Regions from separate parts of the Gossypium arboreum genome. Here region 1 is linked to region 2. Evidence: chromatin contacts called from public Hi-C data. All regions are on one chromosome and are shown on one strand. Each heading gives the region's core, a stretch centred on a gene start, on an enhancer-like site or on the middle of the called end of the contact. The rest is flanking DNA. Distances are from core to core; before and after follow the strand shown.

Region 1 (4,669 bases), core at 1,278-3,777, 230 kb after region 2:
TTAAAATTAAGATCAAATTGAGAACATTTATAATTTGAAGGGTTAATTTTTAAAATTATGACTAAATTGATATAATATGTAAAAATTGAGAGCTAAATTTATTATTATTATTTAACTACCATATATAGCAACTTACCGTTTGTGATTTTAATAAGTGATCAAAATGATTGAATAATATAATATAGGTGTTTAAATTATAAATATTTTTATTTTAATGGCTAAAATAAAAATAATAATAATTAAGTGAGTAGCTATATAATTTACCCAAAAATTATGAAGGTTATATGCTGAATTCTATTGAAATGATCAAACTGATATCCTTTGTGATTTAATTTTTAGTATTTGTTAATATGTTTGTTATTTAAAATGTAATTAATTAATTAGATGATATTGGACTTTGTACATATCTTGTCTCCGCTCTACAACTTTGTTAAGTTATTGATCTGAATTACATTATTAATATTTGATTTCAATAATTCAATTATGATTTAGGAATGATAATGTTAATATGTATTAATTATATGTAGAGTGTTTAATTTCTGTTTATTGATCCTAATAATTAAACAAATTACACATATATATTTAATTCAAATCAATCCAAATTTTATTTTATATTGATATATCAACCCAGTCTCGTTCCGGCGGATATGATCTAAACTGAAAACACCCTCCTAACTTCACGTGACTTTCTGCACATAGCTGGTGGGATTTTTAGGGTCTTACAAACCAACCAACAACAAAGATATATAAGAAGCCCTGGTGGCATGAAACCCAATTCTAATCCGTGATTATTATGTGTTATCTACATTAGATGGGTCTATTACTTGCTCCGCATTGAATTTTAGAAAACAAGTTGGTCCGTAAGATTTAATTCTTTTCGCATTATTCATCTTCACCTGCATCCAAAACTACTGCTATTCTCTTTCGGATTGTACGATCTCTTTACATGTCACCCCCTTTTTTTGTCTTCCTCATCTTCGCCTATATTTGGATTTAGGATAATAAAATAGGGTATTATCTTAAATTATATATATATTTGGAGGACCCACATGTCAAATATAAATGTGTAACGTAGCCACTTAAAATAAAATAAAAATTCGGATAACATAGATTGTCACTGCATGTATGGTGAGTTTCCAATACAATGAAAACAACAATGTCTATCTTGATCGTGAGCTTTAAGCCTTGGTGATACATGCAGGCATTTAACGTAGATTAAGCTATAGGAAAGGTGGAGAATTAAAGCTGCCAGTGGAGCCTATGAAGCTATTTTTAAAGCACCCAGTTTAAGACTTGCCGGTGCAGTCTTAATTCCAAATTATTTTGCCCAAACCAACCTGTTAATTCAGTACCGTAACCCCTTCACATGGTTTGGGGGTTCACCATTGTTTTCTATGGCTGAAACTTGAAGGAATCAAAGTGAAAATGGAGACAAACGCTGGCTTGAGGTGACGGGTCCCAAATCAACATGTGCAGGGACGATGGGTGCTTCGCATAGACAAGCACTGCTACAAATTTAGAGGTTTCTGAAATCAATGGATACCAACTCAGCAGGAAAGGAATCCCAGTTCTCGACGGTATTCCAAGACCATTGCTTTGATTGTGGGCCTACTATAACTTATATCACATTATGTACAGTACCCTCTGCAGAATTACCCCCCCCCCCCCCATGATTTTAGTTTTACAACCCTTTAAACACTAATATAATAATGAAGTGACCTTTCCTTTGGACTTTTCCTTACTGTACCACAAAGAATCAAAAATGCCCATGAAGCACTTTGATGGGGTCTAATCTATAACCCTAGGAATTTTGCATGAATTATGGAGATCGATATGTTATAATAGTAGCCCTACAACGCCCAAATAGTTTATCTTCTGTTTCTTTGTTCTTTTTTCCCCCCTGGTTTTGTCAAAACTCGCCTGAAAATGGTTTACAGAGCAGTACCAATGGACATACCCGACAATTGCCTGCAGCTAAAAAACAATATCCCTTCCCTTTTAATATGAACTCATGACCCCATGGATGTGAAATCTTGCAATGGATTGGGGATCACAGAGATTAAATTTTCCTTGCAATCAACCATCAACGTTTAGGAAACGGGCCCCTAAATTGCGTAACAGAGAAAAAGATTGAGATTATTGATGGGTACAAACAAGAGCCAGTTGTTTTCGTTGATTTTAAGGACCTCATTTATTGCACAAGAGAAATGCTGTTGAACCCCAAACATCTTTTCTCTTTGGGTGGATAATTTTGGTATCCATTTACAACCTCAGAACAATTAATAAGCACCTAATCTGCAATCACAACCGACTTTTCATATGGTGAAACAACACAAGTTGTCACTCACATGTATACAGATGTGTTCCTCAAATTACCAAAGTGCTTAAGAGTGGAACCGGTGTCCTGTCCATAATGTTCATATTATTACACCGTAAAGGAACATGTGAAGGCAGAAAGTTCCAACATAAAATTTCATGATAACTACTTTTCGAGTGATAACATTAAAAACCCACGATTGGCCATAATTATGAATGCCATCTAACTTAGAAATCAAGACCAGGTTAACCAAAATCCCATGAATCCTGAAATTTATTAATGTCCAATGAAAATGGACAGGGAACTGAAGATGGGAACTTTAGCGGATGGGACTATTGCCCACGTGGAAACTTTCGACCTTTAGCCGCCAAACAACATGAAACCATCTAATCTTTCCACCAAAAACCCACACCACACAGTATATTTCTTCATCTATCTTCATCCTTTAATACCCAAAATACCACTTGCTTGAAATGTTGTACTCCTCACAGCTTTCCCCTCTAGGTTTCTTTGGAGGCCTAGTTTTGGTAATCCACCTACTCAAAGTTGGATAATACAGTTATTAAGGACATGATTTTGAGCTTATATTGCTTCTCATTCAAACATTTGAATAAATAAATGACAAAACAGTACAGCAAATTGCTTGTTCTGTTGGCTCCACCACAATCTTGTAAATGATAAACACCCTGTTTAACAGACTCTGGTTATCTATGATTTGATGGAGATGCAGGCATGATCTTAGTAAAACTCCTTCATTTTCTGCTATGGTGGATCTTGATCAGGAGGACACTGCACCCACCACTCTTAACATGTCTGCTAAAAAGAAGGAGCTTATGTCCACAGCCATGAAGAGAACCAGCGAGTGGTATCATTACTATATAAGCATGAAATTCATAAATTGCTTTTCAGATAGGAAAAAAAATGGTAAGAGAACTGATGTATATAATTTTATTTTTCTTTGTTTTTTGTCAGGATTTTCTCTCAGGAGATACCCAGTGATGTCACGGTTCAAGTTGCTGGAGTTTCCTTTTCTCTTCACAAGGTAGAATCCAAGTACTTTAATTCTCATACAAACAGCCATAGCATGTATATCATAATCATTTCTACCTTTTTGTTTGCATGTCCTGCTTCAATTGCAGTTTCCATTAGTCTCTAAGTGTGGATACATAAGGAAAGTGGTATCAGAATCCAATGATGCTGATGTTTCAGTCATAGTAATTCCTGATGCTCCGGGCGGAGCGGAATCCTTCGAACTTGCGGCTAAATTCTGTTACGGGATAAATTTTGAGATAAACACCGAGAATATTGCGGCGCTACGTTGCGTGGCCGAGTACCTTGAGATGACCGAGGACTATGCGGTCGGAAGCCTTGTGGAAAGAACTGAAGCCTTCTTGAATGAAGTGGCACTTCAGAGCCTAGCAGGAGCAATTTCTGTGTTACATGCTTCCGAGAACCTACTCCCCATTGCAGAGGAAGTTAAACTGGTTGGCCGGTGCATCGATACCATAGCATATTTAGCTTGCAAAGAGAGTGGGAATGATATTGCAATCTCTTCAACAATCTCTAACTCAAAAACGGTTGTTGATTGGTGGGCTGAGGATTTGGCTGTTCTTCGAATTGACATATTCCAACGGGTTCTGATTGCAATGATAGCGAGAGGGTTTAAACCATATGCTCTTGGTCCTGTGCTTATGCTCTATGCCCAGAAAGCTCTTAGAGGTTTGGTGAGACCGCCATGCCTACATAATTCACTTGTTTACCTGATATGCTTCAATATGTAAAGTTGAAGCTGAAGCTCTTTTTTTGTGCAGGAAATATTTGGAAAGGGGAGGAAGAAAATCGAGCCACGACAAGAACACGAAAAGAGGGTCGTCTTGGAAACCATAGTGAGCCTTCTGCCAAAGGAGAAAAATGCAATGTCTGTAAGCTTCCTAACCGTGCTGCTTCGAGCAGCAATATATCTGGAAACAACCATTGCTTGTCGACTCGATTTAGAAAAAAGGATGGCCTTGCAATTAGGACAGGCTGTTTTAGATGATCTCTTGATTCCTGCCTATTCTTTTACTGGGGATACATTGTTTGATGTGGACACAGTACAGCGGATCATGATGAATTACCTTGAATATGAAACTGATGGTTCTCATTTTGGCTACAAAGAAGAAGATGGCTATATTTCTCCCCCACTAAGTGACATGGAAATGGTGGGAAAGCTAATGGAGAGCTACCTAGCCGAAATAGCATCTGATCGTAATCTCCCCGTCTCGAAATTCATCGGTCTTGCCGAACTCATTCCCGAACAATCGAGGATAACAGAGGATGGAATGTACAGAGCCATAGATATCTACCTCAAGG
Region 2 (4,205 bases), core at 1,461-3,960:
CGCTGTCAAATCATACACAAGCCCTGGATTAAGCGCTGAAACGGGATCCACATGTCCAGCACCATGGTCGAACGGGGTGGATGGTTTCCCCGTTGCAACATCTTGCATTTTCTGCTTGTTTTTGTATTCCGTATAAGCTGTAGTCATAAGAGCTGATCTAATAGCTGCTGGACTCCAATCTGGGTGAGCCGCCTTCAGCAACCCTGCAAGGCCACTAACATGTGGGCAAGACATTGAAGTTCCTGAAATGATGTTAAAATCCACTCGTCTGGTATCCGTAGCCAGCCCCGTTGGACCTACTGCACCGGACCACCCTGCTAAAATGTTAACCCCTGGAGCAATCATGTCTGGTTTCAATATCTCCGAGGTTATAGAATTTGGTCCTCTTGAGCTAAAAGCAGCCACCACCGGTGATGGTTCTATACCAACTTTGGTTCCTTCAAAAAGAATGGTGACAGTTGGGTTAGGATTTGAAAACAAGTAGTCTCTTATAGCATCACCAGATTTTTGACCCACTGCGGTTGCCGGGAGCAAATGGGCATCCGCTACCAGCTCTTCACCGTTTGCGGCAGTGTTAGACAAAACCATGCCTATACCACCGGCTGCTTTAACGACAGCTCCTTTTTGAACCCTGGCGTTCATCCCACGATCACAAAGAACAATCTTACCGGCAACTTTTTCCGGTATCAAAGTATCCATCATACACAAATTCCCGTTGGTAGCATTGCTAGCATTGCCAGCATAAACAAATGGTAGCATCTTTCCAGGCAAGGGGCTGCCTCGGTAAAGCGACACGCCGGAGAAATTTTTGCCGTTTCCAAGGCTAACGAAAGCAGGGAAATCACGATCCAGTGTGCCTGCACCGACAGTTGTAATCCACGGAGCCACGTTTGATAAACTGTAAGGAGCTGGACCAGCATTTCCGGCCGAACAAGAAACTAAAATCCCCTTCTCCATGGCAGCAAAAGATCCGATTGCAACACTATCCCTGTAATAATCAGACATGCCACCGCCGAGGGACATGGATAGTACATTAACGTTGTCATCAATGGCCTTCTCCATGGCAGCCAAGATGTCTGAACTGAAACATCCACCGATCCAACAAACCTTGTAAACAGCAACCCTAGCGCGCGTGGCCATACCACGCGCCGTTCCTTGTGCGTAACCAAACAAGCTAGCTCCTTCCACCACCGACCCTGCAGCGGTGGAGGCCGTGTGAGTACCATGCCCATCATCATCTCGAGGTGATCTTGATTCCTTGGTCTCGTCAATTGCACCCAAGGCAGCCTCATACCCCTTAGCAAAGTACCTCGCACCTATCAATTTTTTATTGCAATTTGCGGAGGTAAAATTGGTGCCTGATTCGCACGCGCCTTTCCAGCTGCTTGGTATTGGTCCAAGCCCCGTATCAGCAAAGCTCTTGCTCTCAGGCCAAACACCAGTATCCAACACACCAATAACAACATCACTCGCCGACTCAGACTCAGGGAACAAAGCAGCAGCTTGACTGAGTCCAAGGAACTCAGGTGTACGAGTCGTGTGTAACTCGTATCTTACCTCGGGTAAAACCGCGAGGATCCCTGGTTGGCTCTCGAGTTGCTCAGCTTCTTCATCAGTTAACTGAGTAGAGAATCCATGGATAACGTTGTCGTAGGTATAGAGCATTGCAGCCGAGCCGGAAACTGACTTCAAAGAGGAGTCATACCAGTGAGTATGGTGCTGGAAACTCGGAGGCATCTCGGATTTAGCCATGTGCACGATGTAAGTCTTTCTGCTACTCTTCTTCTCCTCCAATGGTGCAGCCATGGACACGTGGCAAAGACCAAGAATCAGGACAATCATAAAACACTTAACCATCTCCATTTTTGTTCACTCTCTTCTTCACCAGAAAGAGAGGAAAAGCAATAGAGATGAAAGCTTGGATAAAACTCTTGATTTTATACAAAAAGGAACAGCTGTTTTCCTTTATTAAATATAAAAGAAGAGAGAGTGAACGTGGTCGTAGGACGGTGGTGGTTGTCTTGTTGTTTGAATGATTGGTTGCAAACCAAAAATAAATAAAGGAGAAAAAAAAAGAGGTGATGGAGGTTAAGAGCTGAGATAAGATACTAATAACTTTCTTTCACATGATTTCATGCTTTTGTGTTTATCCGTTGTCTTCAAATCTTCTCTTTTATTCTCGAGGCTGAGAATTGATTCTCTCTTCCTCCTCCCCTCTCTAGGCTGATGATAACTGTGTATTTCCTTTTTTTTCTTTTTGCAGAGTTAAGGGGAACAACAATAAAGCATAAAAAGCAATAATTGAGAAGGGAAAAAAAAGGGCTTAATCCTTTCAATTATTTGTTCATTTAAGAAAAAACAAAGGATGGTTAAGCGATTACCATCTAGTCATTTGGGAAGATGAGTTGATGAGGAAGACGATAATTCAAGATTAAATTTGCATAAAAGGAAATTAAATAATAAGACGGTAGGTATAGTTAGTATAAAAATAATTTAAGATATCATGTGATGCCATAAAATAACACAAATTTATAAATGATATTTGAAAAGTAATGGCAGTAAAAATTCGTGAAGCTTAGAATTTCAAGTGCCCAAGTAGATAATATTTTAATTACGGTTGGCTGCTCTTTGAAATGAATATAATACAAAAGATGTGTATATGAAATTCATCAGACAGTTGAGTTGAATATGGATTATGTTTTGGAGGTTATAGATTAGCAATTCTTGATTCTGTCAGTATATTAATAATTATTTTTAAAATGACATAGTTATCAATTAGGTCTAACAGTTTGACTATAAAAGTATGAATTTGAAGAAAAATAATTTGGATAATTTAAATATTAATTTGTATTTAAGATATTAATAAATTTTTATTGTGTTTATTTAATTTTACATTATTTTTCCAGTTCACGGGCATTTGTCTTTGGCTCTTTGCTTCTTTCTTTATTTATTATTTTATGCAACACGTTTGGAAATTATTGATGGGAGGTATACCCGCCAACCAACCATCCCCTTCTTCTTGCCTGTGCACAAATAAATATTTAATTTAATAATAATTACAAATATTGATATAATTGTTGGTAAATGTTTTTGAAGGTGAATATTTAATTTAATGTGTAATTGGATTTAGATTTATCACAAATAATATATTAAACTATAGGCAAGTTCAAAATTGAATTCAAAAGTTGCTCACTTCTCATCTCACCAGTGATTGAAATTTATTTGGCAGAGAAAAGAAGGGTTAGATTCAGTGTAGGACTGATTTTCGTTTTTAAAGTATGTAATTTCTTTTGCCTATTGTCCAAATTGGGTGAGCAAAATTTGGTTCGATTCGAAAAATTTAATAAAATTTTTAAATTTTGAATTAAATAGTTCGAGTTATTTGAATTAATCAAGTTATTTGGATAAACTCGAATAAAAAAATAAGTTTTTTTGTTTAATTCGAGTTATCTAAAAATCCGAATAAGGAAATGCAAAACTACGTCATTTTGATAAATGATTACATTTTCTAAAGTTAAAAGTCAAAATTATTAAGTTAAAAGGTAAAACTACGTTGTTTTGATAAAGTTTACTAATTAAGTTAAAAGGCAAAACTATTATATTGTTTATGTTGTTAAATAATTTTATACTTCGTTTGCTAGTTAAATAATCGGTTCATGTAAGTGCAACATTGAGTATAAATAATAGGATTCGTTAACTCGACTCTACTTGTCTCTAAATTTTTTGACTCAATTCGATCCGATTCGAAAAAAATTCAAATTGAATTCAGTTGCTAAAATAGGATTCGTCAACTTGACTAACTCAAAATTTTTTGATTCAATTGAATACTCACCCCTACTTATACTAACCTAGATTGAAATGTTGAAAAAACTATTTTTTTTTTTTTAAATTGAATACTATTAAATTTGTTGGATATTAGTTCCACGTTGTGGGGTCCGGTCAGCACGTGTAGACATTGGACGCAGTGATGCCATACTTCAATAAAAATCAAATTACAGCACAAGATCTCTAATATTAATAAGTTTCATTTTAATCACTTAATTAACATTATTTATTTATAAATAATTTGTTCCTCAACTGTCATAAGTATGGCGTATTAACTCAATATGCTACAAGGTTAATACCTAGCTCTTGAATTAGGATAAGTTATAATAATATTCTATTTTTTTATATTTGTTTAATAGTTTTTTTTAAATAGAACGTTT

What was found. Hi-C and Micro-C count contacts between places; a contact is called where the count stands out from the background.
Region 1: a Hi-C map of leaf shows a contact between it and region 2, with 4 times the contacts expected there. The contact joins the promoter of LOC108467753 here to the promoter of LOC108463895 in region 2. A contact is called at or near these places in 2 of 5 Hi-C or Micro-C datasets (both in leaf).

What each region holds. Positions count from the first base shown.
Region 1 is chr11:38,894,756-38,899,424 of ASM2569848v2, forward strand. It overlaps LOC108467753 (BTB/POZ domain-containing protein SR1IP1-like), which reads left to right and starts at 2,528. Exons shown (of 5, transcript XM_017768508.2): 1 at 2,528-3,182; 2 at 3,290-3,359; 3 at 3,457-4,041; 4 at 4,129-4,668. The coding sequence starts at 3,082.
Region 2 is chr11:38,665,658-38,669,862 of ASM2569848v2, forward strand. It overlaps LOC108463895 (subtilisin-like protease SBT1.7), which reads right to left and starts at 2,711. Exons shown (of 1, transcript XM_017763886.2): 1 at 1-2,711. The coding sequence starts at 1,863.